3 separate regions of the Mus musculus genome follow, and all the other regions are linked to region 3. Evidence: chromatin contacts called from public Hi-C and HiCAR-type data. All regions are on one chromosome and are shown on one strand. The core of a region is the stretch at or near the end of the contact, and the rest is flanking DNA. Distances in the headings are between cores, read along the strand shown. Region 1 overlaps Atg7 (autophagy related 7). Region 2 overlaps Vgll4 (vestigial like family member 4). Region 3 overlaps Atg7 (autophagy related 7).

Region 1 (3,453 bases), core at 681-3,180, 80 kb before region 3:
AAAGCACACAGGCAGCATGAGAGGGAGGGGTGGGGTGGAGTGTTTCTGTGGGGTGGAGTGTTTCTGTCCCCTGTGTGACCCTTGATGGACTCTGAGCCTCTGGGCCTGTGATTCCTAGGTTTCTGGTCAGTGTTTGTACACACTAACAGGGGAGGGTGGGGCCTGGCCATTAGGAGATGCTGTGTGTTGGGGCTCACCTGCAGGTGCTGGAGAAGGGGACCCCACCCCAGTCTAGTCTCCCCCTCTCGACCTGCTGTTGTGTAGCACAGAGGGCCCGAGGAACAGGGAAGGTCCCTGGCCTGAGAGCTGGGCTCGCTGGCAGCTCCGCTCAGTAGATGAGGAGTTGACCTGTTCTCCCTCCCACAGAACCGGCCCTCTGTGATTACCTGTGCATCCGCGGGTGCCCGCAACTGCAACCTCTCTCACTGTCCCATCGCACACAGTGGCTGTTCTGCGCCTGGGTCTGCCAGCTACCGGAGACCACCCAGTGGTAAGTTTTCCCCCATAGCCTGAGACATGTGGGAACCCTGGATTAAGCTATAGGCTGTAACCTCTCTTCCTAAAATTTACTTAGTGGTGAGTTTTAAAACACTGTTTTAGAGCACGTGTGCACCTTGAGTTGGCCATGATTCAGGAGGCATAGAGAAAAGGACCTCTGTCCCTGGCCCCTCTGGGCTCCAGGATCCACCATTGTTATTTAGTGCCACAGAGACTCTTGGGCTTTACCCTTTAATGGTGTGGTTAAGTATCACTGACTGGGTCCCGGACCCACTGATGCAGCTATCTGTCCTCTGTCCCCTCCTTTGCAGCAACTGCCACCTGTGACCCTGTGGTGGAAGAGCACTTCCGTCGGAGCCTGGGCAAGAACTACAAGGAGCCAGAGCCGGCGCCTAACTCGGTGTCCATCACTGGCTCAGTGGATGACCACTTTGCCAAAGCACTAGGTGACACATGGCTTCAGATCAAAGCAGCCAAGGACAGCGCATCCAGCAGCCCGGAGTCAGCCTCACGCAGGGGCCAGCCAGCCAGCCCCACTGCCCACATGGTCAGCCATAGTCACTCCCCCTCTGTGGTCTCCTGAAGGGGGAACCACCCTTCGACCACACAGGAATCTGCATGGTTTGCCTGAGCTTTGAACAGTCAGTGCTTAAAAAAACAGAAAGAAAAAAAAAATCCTGGGGGGAGGGTGGGTGGGTGGTTTATTCGCAAAACCATGTTGTCTGGACTTCTGTTCTGCTCTGTTTTATACTTGCTTGGTGTTCATACAAGGGGCCTCAGTGTGGCAACAGAACAGCACGGAGCATTAAGTCCAGCAGAGCATCCTTGCTCCCTGCCCCGGTTACCAAAGAAACCTCTGCAGGTCTGCCACCTGGCAGCCGGGACCCTGCCGCCCTTTCTCAGTCACAAGCCATGACGACATGGGGATCCGGACGCTTTGTGCTCTTAGCTTCTGTGGCCGGGTATGCACAGCTTGGCTTCCACCTGAGCCTGGCTCAGTCTGCATTTGCATGTGTCTGCCTGAAGACAACTGTCCTGATTTGCACTACGGAGGGCAGAGCTGCCTGCTGGGCAGCTGTCTGAGATGCCAGTACTGAGGGCAAACTGCTAGGGAATACTTCTGACCATGTGTGCTTGCATTGTTGCTGAACTTAGAGGGTCTCTAGCAGGTTCTAGGTCTTTCTCTAGGCTTGAGGTGCTCACAGCTGGACTGCAGACTCCCCCTGACCATGGGCATTTCCCTTCTCTGAGCACTGCAGTCTGTGAGGCCGGGGACAAGGCTGGAGGACTCCGTAGTGCTTCTGACATGGTGCATGTCTCAAAAGAAAAAAAAATAGCTGGTTTCTATTGACTAAGCCCAGACTGTAGCACTGCCTGGCTTCTTGTCTGGCCTCTTGTCAGCATTAGCCTGCGTCATCAGTTTCAGCCCTGATACATTCACTGCTGGTACAGCTGTGCTTCTGGGATGAGTCAACGCTCACTTTACTCCAGAGAGGAGCGCACAGCCAGTGGGTGTGGCAGGCTGGGGAAGCCCATTGCTGCTCATTTTCTGCATCCTGGGCTGGGGACTTGGAGTTCATGTCTTTAGGCTCCTTGATACACAGACTGCTCCTTTCCAACTCCTGGCCAAACATCCGGTGCCTGACAGCCTGCAGCGTGGGGCTGCGTGCATGTCCTCCTATGCTGGGGCCAAGGCTGTACACATTCCTCTGACTATACAGTTATTCCTGCACTATTAATAGCTACTAACTAGACATTAGGAGCCAGCAGGACAGACACGGCTAGGGATGCCCGACAGCTGCTGTTTCTCCCAGCCTTGAGTGTTTCTGTCCCCTGGCCTGGCCCACCTGAGGGCATCACCTGGCTAGGAGCTCCTCCCCCACAAGGCATTATGGACTCCTGCACAGGGAATCATGGGGCTGACTTTTAGTAGGAGGAAACAGGTTAGCTGTCGAACTTGGGAAACCTGCACGGGTGGGAAGGTGGGGACTGATCCTCGTGGTCACAGGGTGGCTACTGGCCTTTACAAACATGGACAGCCCTCCTCCTGCCCCGCACAAGGTTCACCCACTCTCCTGGGCTTCCAAGCTTGGCATTCAGGCCCCTATATTTTCTGTAGGAAAAAAAGAATTGTTCAGAACACTTTTTTTATATAGGTAATTTTAAAGACCATCATTACGCTGTGCGTAAAGAATGTACAGAGAAATTTGTAGGTATTTTTTGAAGAACAATTAATTTGTTAATGATATGTAGCTATTTAATTTTCCCTTTCCTATCATAATCATTCATTTTTTTGTTGTTGTTGTTTGGGGGAAAAAAGTTGATCTTTTTTGTCGTAGGTGTGTCTGTAATCGTGCAGGTACACAGTTACTCCATGACAACACTGCGTCCGCATTAATAGCCACTAGTTTGTTATTCTACAGGCTACTGAGGTTGTCACAGGAAAACAACCGCACCGCGGACTGGCTCTGTGGGCAACGGGCCTCAGATACCCGTCAGTGAGCGGGTCGTCGCTGTTGGGGGAGGGGGGGATGGCAGTGCGGGTGGCTGGGTCCCTGGTGCGCTGACCTATCTGGAATAGGCCGTGCCCTGGAGTGGGATACCTCATTTGTCAGCTGAGGAGCCTGCCAGCCCGCTTGGGCAGGAGCTTGCGACCTCCCCAGAACCAAGCCATCTATGTGTGTGCTGACCCCTCTGTGTTTGTAAATCTGTAATATACCATTTTCTGTGGCCTGTTTTTTTTTCCTGGAAGAAGAAAAAAAAAAAGGTTTGGCAGGCCATCTTTTTTTTTTTTTTTTTTTTTTTTTTTTTGTACTTAAAAGTAGCCTTAAGAACAATAATAAAGTGCTCTTAAACCGAGGCTGTGTGGCTCTTGACTCCTAGGGTGGCATGTGGGCTGTGGGGCCCTGTGCCCAGGTAGGCCTGGCTACTTGTGGGGAGCCTTGCACAGATGGT
Region 2 (3,946 bases), core at 113-2,612, 98 kb before region 3:
CATGTTCTGCCGACTCTTTTCCATATAGGCATTGGCCTGGGTCACACTGTAGACCCCCTGCCCCCATGCAAACCTCCTTTCTGGGTCAGGTTTCTGAAGTATTAGCTCTGTGGCTCTTGGTCAGCTCTAGGAAATCGCTGTGCAGCCCTGAGTCTCTAGGCTGCAGTCTGCCTCAGGGCCTCACTTGTCTCCTGAGCCATTCAGAAGGCCCTCCTCCAGAGATGGCAAGTTAACAGTCTTCCTAGAACACGGTGTGCCTTTCTCTGCTCCTTCTGATGTTCATCTCTATCAGGGCTGGGCCTTGTTCAGTCAATAGCTCTATAGCCAGTGTAATGCCCAATAATCCTTGGGGGTAGGCCATTCTTGGAATAAGAATGGAACGGGGGAGGGGAGACACACACACACACACACACACACACACACACACACACCTTGAAGCTGTCTTCCTTTTGATGGAGTTAAATTTTAATCCCACCACTCAGAGGTAGAGGCAGGCAGATCTTTGTGAGTTCAAGGCCAGCCTGGTTTACATAGTTAGTTATGTACTGTCTTAGGTAGCATTGCCTAGGGTAACTCCTGTGTTCTGCAGCCATAATGCTCATTTCCAGGCTGGGACAGAGTCAACTACAACTGCCCTGTCCCCCCTCTTCCCTGCACCCCATCTTCCAGAACAGAAATCCCTGGGTCCCCTTGAACCTGTGGAGGCACCTCAGTCTGCATCATGGGCCTGCTTGGTCTCTTATCCTGGGTTACTGTGTGAATAAAATGCCTTTTTTTTTTTTCATCCTTCTATTTACGTTTCTTTTTTTTCTGCTACTGGCACCAGGCTGGGTAGGCGTGAGGTGTGTGGAAACCAAGGATGGTGTATGGCAGAGTGAAGAGTGCTGGTGTGGTTCAGGAGTTGCAGATCAGCAACACAGTCTGACATCTGAGATAAAAAAAGGGAAAGGGCTGTCTGTGTGGCTGGAGAGATGGCTTGGTTGTTAAGAGCACTGACTATTCCTCCAGAGGACCAGGGTTCAAGTCTCAGCGCCATGTGATATTCCCTTTCTGGCCTCCCTTCGTACCATACATACATATAGATATACATGGTTCATATATATACATGCATGTGTATGTACATACATGCAGGCAAGCACTCATACACATTATCTTTTTGCAATCTTAAAAAAAAAAAGGCTAGACAGACACTCTCATCTTGGGAAGACTAGCAGGTCTGTCCCCAGGTGTCCTTCACATTTGCCGCCAGCCCCTCCGTCAGGGCCCCACTTTCTAGCAGATTCACTGTGTTCATTTGCTTGAGTGGCAGGCAGCTCGGGACCAGTGCCAGGCACTGCTTACCCTCCCGCCCTCCTGCTTTGGGTCATGCTTGGTCATGTGTTTCTAGGCAGAGCTGTGAGCGGGGCAGATGAGAACTGGACCCTCCGAGCCACCAGGAGCTGCCCCTTCACTCCTGCCCCTCGGCGTGCCAAGCCAAGCTTGGCCGACAGGTCTTCCTCCAGAGCCTGTGTGCGAGACACCACTGGGTCTATCCATGGGCCGTATCTCCTTGACTACTGAATAAAAGCCACGGTCCTTGTGTGACCTTCAAGGATGGAGGCACCCGTTGCGACAAACTCCCTTCCCAGTAAGCACCTCCCTGGACTTTCACGGAAACGCCGTGGTTAAATTTTAAAAGAATTCATGGAAATCTCCACCGTCCCTCACTTCAGGCCAACTAAGCATGAGATGAGAGTTGTGGGCCTGTGTGACAAGCAGCTCTGACACAAGTCAGGGCCCCACTCCCCTTTGTGACCTTCACTATGGCGTCTTAATGCAGTTGTCTTCCGCTCTCACCCGGGCCAGATCTGGTGGTGCCATCCTTGAGGGCTCCTGGCAGAGAGCTCTCCATACATTCCACAGCCTCAGATTTAAGTCGGGTTGTTGTGGTTTGTCTATCCAGCATTTACCCTTCCCACTCATCCCCACGTCCCCCACGGTGACACTCTGTATTCTGGAAAGCATTTATCCCTTTGAGCAGGCTGCTGGTAACTGCCCCATGTCCCAGCACCTTTGTTTACTGTGCGTAGATAGTGATGGTCTGTCAGACCCTTCTTCACTGTCAGTGGCGCCTTCTACAGATTGCCTTGTCTGTCTCTGTGTAGTCTAAGTAGCCTAAGATTCACAGGGCTTCTGCCTCAGCCCCTTCCCCCACCCAAGGAGCTGAGTGACTCGTGCTTGGTTTTTTGTTTGTTTGTTTGTTTGTTTGTTTGTTTTAGCTCTCCAAAAAGGCTTGATCTTAAGTTTATTCATTTTTTTAAATCAATTTTTAAGGGCAGGATGCAGTTACAAACATGTTGCTTCGGAGATTTTTATATAGGAGAGCTGTTCTAGAAAAGGTTTGGTGGTAGGACCCAAGAATTGTCCTAGAGGGTCAGTGCCCACGAACTCTCCTGTTGAACCAATGGCGGGGGCTTCTTGTCCATCAACACCAGGGTGATACTTATCCCTATCAACCGACCCATTGTGAAGTAAGGATGTGGCTCTCCGCCTGCTTCTTGTTTTAGCTTCTCAACAGAGCCACTAGGGCTGCTGGGCACTTTGGTTTGCAGGTGCCTGAGAAGTCACTACAGAGTGCCAGGCCAGGCCGGGGAGAACAGAATTCAACACCCAGAGTGCAGTTCCTACTGAGTGTACACTCCCTTTACACCGCAGAGAAGCTGGGGACCCTCTGCATAATACAAAAGGATTTAGGGCTTGTGTGTGGCCACCATGTGGGGGAGGCTGAGCTTCAAAGGGGGCACAGGGGAAAACCAAAAAAAGAGAGGTCTTGAAGGAGGAGGCAGGTTTGGGGGCGCAATGCTGAGAGGCCAGGGTAAACTCAGCAGCTCACCTCTGTCCTAGGGGGGCTCGCTCACCTTTCCATAGCTTGACCAGTGCTCCAAAGGCCACCGTGTTCGGCCAGCTAGTTAGACAGTTTAACTTAAACAAGCAAACAAACTCCCAAAACAGTGCTTTTATTTATTCATGGCAAAGGTTTATTTCCTTCCTGACCCAATCAGAATTGCTTTCCTGTGGTCATCAGTTGCTTACTCATTGATAATTCATTTGAAGCTCAGGTTAATGCCCCCTCCCCCTTTCTTTGTCCCTGCCTTGCTGAAGATGGGACCTGGTTAGACAATCTGAGCTATAACCAACCCTCCGGTGGAGTCTGTAGACTGAAAGCTGGAAATGTGTGCATGTGTGTACTGGAGATTTTGAATTTCCAACAGCAGCAGCAGCACACTTGATAGGTAACTGATATGACGACGACGACTCCTCCTCCTCCTCCTCCTCCTCCTCCTCCTCCTCCTCCTCCTCCAGAGAAGAAACTGGCCTCAAATTCACTATGTTGTCAAGGGTGACTTCTGATCCTTCTGCCTTCATCTCCCTAGTGTTGGGGTCTGTGGATTGAGACCCCAACAGGCTTCATTCATGCTGGGCAAGTGTCTTACCACCTGAGCTATACCACCAGCCTTTGCATGGTCTCAGGACTTTGGGCTTGTTTGTCATATTTCTTTCGTGGGGCTATAATATGTAATTTGTGAGCATGCTCCCCAGTGCTGGGAGGGGGCAGGGACGGGGGCATTTCTTCCGAGATTCCCTCAGTCCTCCTCAACTTTCCTTTCTTTAGCGATTGCATCTGTGAGGGTTAGCATCCTCACTCAGAGCCCTGCAGCTCTCCAGGTGTGCCTGCTAGCCGTGTGTAGTCTGTGACTAACTGTCCAGCATGTTTGGTCTTCCGAAGTCTTCCAAGTATTTACAGTGTTTGTAAAAGAAAGACCTTTCAGGCTATGATAATAGCTCAGTTGGTAAATAGTACCTACTTTGCAAGCATTCGGACTTGCGTTCTTCCATCCCAGAACCACGTGAGAAAGCTGGTTGAGGGTGCTCACACTAGAACCCCGTGCTGAGACAGCAGTTCCCT
Region 3 (3,620 bases), core at 20-2,519:
TTTTGCAGTCTTGAAATATGGAATCTCCCCAAATTCAACATGAGGCAGCTGTTTTGCTTGCAAATGAGAAGGATCAGCTGTGAAAATATAGCCCCTAGAAAACCAAGGCCAGCACAGGCTGCAAGGACACCCCAGGGTCCCCGCACCGCTGAGTCAGGAAGTCGGGGCAGCTGTGCCTGGCCTATGTGCTACCTAGTTCTAGGAATTCACTCACTTTCCACCTTCTGGCTCACAGAATCCATCGTGAAAAGCCCCTCCAACTCAAAATGCATCCAGTTAGTTTAATGTATTCATGATTTAAAGATATATACAACTGCCAATCAAAGTTGAGGATCCAGTCAGACAAAGCCAGATAGATAAAATTCCTGTCTGACATGACTGACTCAGTTTAAAAAATATTTTTAGGTTAATGTAATATCTTGAAGTCTTTATGGTTTAATGTCTTTTGGTCTTGAATTTCATGGTTGAAAGAGGACTCAAGTCTCACAATTTAAAAAGGATTGTGTTCCCATGGTTTAAGGAGGACTAGAGCCTCTCTTCCATTGCTCAGCTGTCTTGTCTGTGTGTCGCATGTGACTTCCCCATTCTCTCTGCCATGGCCTCTAAGTAGGTTGCGCCACTCAGCCTCCTCTCTGGAAGGCAGGATTCCACGCAGACTTTGCTGTCTACCCTTCAGCAGGACTGTCCCTAATGCCCACATATATAAACATCTCACATTTCTACAGATAACTCTGACAGCAAATAAAAGGGACACACTTTACACAGCGAGTTCTCAATGGGATGCTGCCAAGCTGGATTTCAAAAGACAGGCTCCAGTTTCCAAACTAAGCAGCGATTGGCTCTGTGCCTGCAGTTTCTGCCTCCCCTCCCCTCACTCAGGAGAGAGGGCCAAGGCTGACCTGGAGGGATTGCTTCATAAGGAAAATTCAGTGCAGGGCACCATCCCAGGACAGACCGGGGAGACGGGCTATCAGAGGACTCTGGGAAGACAGGGCTAGGTGCTTGAACAAGCCCATGAGTTCCCATAGTGAACTCTCTCCACTGCAAACAGGTCTGAGTGCTGACACGGGGGTTTCCCACAGCCTCCCCTGGCCTCCAAAGGCTTATTTGTCATCAGAGGCTCTTGATGAAGCTGTACATAAATATCTGACTGTTGTTAAATACAAAACAAAACAAAAAACTATTCCACAGAAACCAAATCAAAACCAGCTGTGAGGGCGAAGGGCCAGAAACTTGGGGTAAGTGCAAAGGCCGGGCAGAAACACTTGTTAACAGCGTGGCTGACTGAGCAGAACAGGAAGTCTTTCTGCCCATGAAGTCACACCATACAGCTGCCATGTTTCTCCTGTGACTTCTGCTGTGAGGACAACAGACATTCCACCTTCTAGAATTCTGTATCCCAGTGAGTTAAGAGTTTGAATCTCAGCTCTGGATGGATCTGTCAGTGCAGCCCTCTCTGTGGCTGCCAGCCTGCAAGGGGCTGTACAGCCTGTGTTAACAGTTGGTAGTCAACATTCCTCCCCCCTTATCACTAAGTAACTGCGTAAATCTGCAAGGGGGATGCTGCCTCACAAAAGCCCGAGGATGTAAACGCCTTGACCACAATGCTAAGGATGGACAGTGCTGACACCACCCATGGTGCAACTGTCCTGTGTTGTCAAGAGGCCAGAGTGAGGGGCAGAGAGCCTGGAGTTAGTTAATCCGGGAGGCAGGAGAATGCTGGCTTCTGGCTATGGGATCTGAAAATTTCAATCTCTCAAGGATGGACCAAGATGGTTTGTTTCATCAGCTCCCTTAGGAGTCATCCTTTTACTTTAGTTAGATGGAGTAGAAAAATGTATCTTGGTGTTTCTCAGAGCACGATGCTGAAACCACAGTTGGAATAAAATAAAAACACAGAAACTGATATTTTGTCCCAGGATGAGAAAAAACCCCAGAGGCTAACTTGAGCCAGTTTCATAAAACGAGGCTAATGCATCTGCATGTTTGAGTCAGACTGAGACTTTCCTTAGGAAATCCAGCAATTAAAGCAACCCTCCAGGAACTCCTCAGCAGATCTGTGACTGAGACATGATATGGTCCATCAACTTGCAACTCCCATTTCCTTAGGTTGCAAAGAGGCTGGAGGAAGGACCAGAGAGTCAAGGCCAGTCTCCATGGGCCAGCTCTACTCTCAGGAAGCTGGGCCTCAAAGGTGAAGCATGAAAGCATCCTCCACACATGGCCATGCTTCAAGCATGCAGGAGGTTAAGTGGGGCCTTTCCTCTGTGGGGACTTCTAACATCCCATGGGCAAAATGAAAACACCATTTGACACCTAGATGGGATTCAAAGAATGTGGGTGTCTGTCCAAGGCCCCAAGATGAAACACAGGCCATGGCAAATGGCCTTTCCTAAGTTCTTTTAACTTTTCAGTGTTAAATAAAATTAATCCTCCATATATAGTCCACATAAAAACACTTGGATTGTCACTTGGGTGGCAGAGGCAGACAGATCTCTGTGGTGTTATATGTATAAAGACCAAGCCTTGGCTCCAGGTAGTTAGTTCTAAGCCATCCAGGGCTACACAGTGAGACCCTGTATGTAAAAACAAAAACTACAAATGACAGAATTGTACAGGAGAGCTGGGATGAGCTCTGTGGCTGTGATGTGCTTTGTAACTTGGGAAGGCTCAGGGCATTGGTGTTCTCCTCCCCAGCTTTCCAGTTTATAAAATCCAGCTTTTGTTTATAAAGACAGTTTCTCATCCTTTAAAACTAAGAGGCTCGAGCTGGAGAGATGGCTCAGCAGTAAAGAGCACTGATTGCTCTTCCAGAGGTCCTGAGTTCAATTCCCAGCAACCACATGGTGGCTCACAACCATATGTAATGGGATCTGATGCCCTCTTCTGGTGTGTCTGAAGACAGTGACAGTGTAATCACATATATAAAATAAATAAATCTTAAAAACAAAAACAAAAACCAACAAGACAAAACAAAGCCTAAAGGGCTAAAGGGAATGGTGGTTGTCTTCCTAAAAGGCTTTTTTACATCCTGACTCTCTGAGTCTTGGAACTGACCGCATACATATGACTAAACATTTCTGATGGCCCCTCAGCTCCTTGTCAATACCTTTGCTTCTCACAGTGGACATGAGCCCATGAGCATAACCGTCTCATTGATCCCTACCCTAATAACCAGCATGGTACAAGCAGCAGACTTTCAGACATGGGTAGTAATTTTTAAATCACACACATAATCATGCATGCATACACATGGTTCTGAGCTTCAGCACCACAAAAGATTAAATCTTTCTATAGACAACATATATGATGAAATAATACATATTACTTTGATGATTCTTTGCAAACACCAAGCCCAAGAAAACAGTTCATCCAAAAGGGAAGGGATTACCATTTTCATGAGGTTGTGTTTAAAAAATACACATGTTCAGATTTTCATACTGAGCACCAAAAATAAGTATAAAAATCAAAATACTATATTTATATAAATAGATTTTTTTGGCTTTGTTTTGTATTTGAGATAAGGTTTCAGGTAGTATAGGTTGGCCTTGAATTCACTATAAGCAGAGAGTGACCTTGAACTCCTGATCTTCCTACCCTGAAGAACTGAGGCTTGGGCT

What was found. A called contact is a pair of places that touch in the nucleus more often than the background predicts. HiCAR-type assays count read pairs that join an accessible place to other places.
Region 1: a contact with region 3 is called in a HiCAR-type map of fibro-adipogenic progenitors, with 2.5 times the contacts expected there. The contact joins two enhancer-like sites. A contact is called at or near these places in 1 of 39 promoter capture datasets (the 3T3-L1 cell line), 9 of 484 Hi-C or Micro-C datasets (the 3T3-L1 cell line, Th1 cells, adipose-derived mesenchymal stem cells and 6 more), 6 of 115 datasets of contacts at active chromatin or transcription factors (the HPC-7 cell line, Th17 cells, embryonic stem cells and 3 more) and 3 of 9 other capture datasets (adipose tissue, liver and pancreatic islet).
Region 2: a Hi-C map of liver shows a contact between it and region 3, with 1.9 times the contacts expected there. The contact joins two enhancer-like sites. A contact is called at or near these places in 1 of 39 promoter capture datasets (the C10 cell line), 1 of 15 datasets of contacts at CTCF or cohesin (the NIH/3T3 cell line), 12 of 484 Hi-C or Micro-C datasets (3T3-L1-derived adipocytes, the C10 cell line, the MC3T3-E1 cell line and 6 more), 9 of 115 datasets of contacts at active chromatin or transcription factors (the HPC-7 cell line, the SCID.adh cell line, astrocytes and 6 more) and 3 of 9 other capture datasets (adipose tissue, liver and pancreatic islet).

The regions. Positions count from the first base shown.
Region 1 is chr6:114,859,793-114,863,245 of GRCm38.p6, reverse strand. Atg7 (autophagy related 7) reads right to left here. Exons shown (of 19, transcript NM_028835.5): 19 at 2,642-3,453. Vgll4 (vestigial like family member 4) reads left to right here. Exons shown (of 5, transcript NM_177683.3): 4 at 367-490; 5 at 810-2,618. The coding sequence ends at 1,081. Among named protein-coding and RNA genes, the nearest start is that of Vgll4, 60 kb to the left of the region's middle. Within about 2 kb of position 1,930, at least 89 of the 459 cell types and tissues checked have an H3K27ac peak or open chromatin away from gene starts, as enhancers often do. A contact at or near this core is called in adipose tissue, fibro-adipogenic progenitors and muscle stem cells, where this site is marked.
Region 2 is chr6:114,876,722-114,880,667 of GRCm38.p6, reverse strand. All of the region lies in intron 2 of Vgll4 (vestigial like family member 4), which reads left to right. Among named protein-coding and RNA genes, the nearest start is that of Vgll4, 43 kb to the left of the region's middle. Within about 2 kb of position 1,362, at least 16 of the 459 cell types and tissues checked have an H3K27ac peak or open chromatin away from gene starts, as enhancers often do. A contact at or near this core is called in liver, where this site is marked.
Region 3 is chr6:114,779,165-114,782,784 of GRCm38.p6, reverse strand. All of the region lies in intron 18 of Atg7 (autophagy related 7), which reads right to left. Among named protein-coding and RNA genes, the nearest start is that of Gm52917, 46 kb to the right of the region's middle. Within about 2 kb of position 1,269, at least 131 of the 459 cell types and tissues checked have an H3K27ac peak or open chromatin away from gene starts, as enhancers often do. A contact at or near this core is called in adipose tissue, fibro-adipogenic progenitors, liver and 1 more, where this site is marked.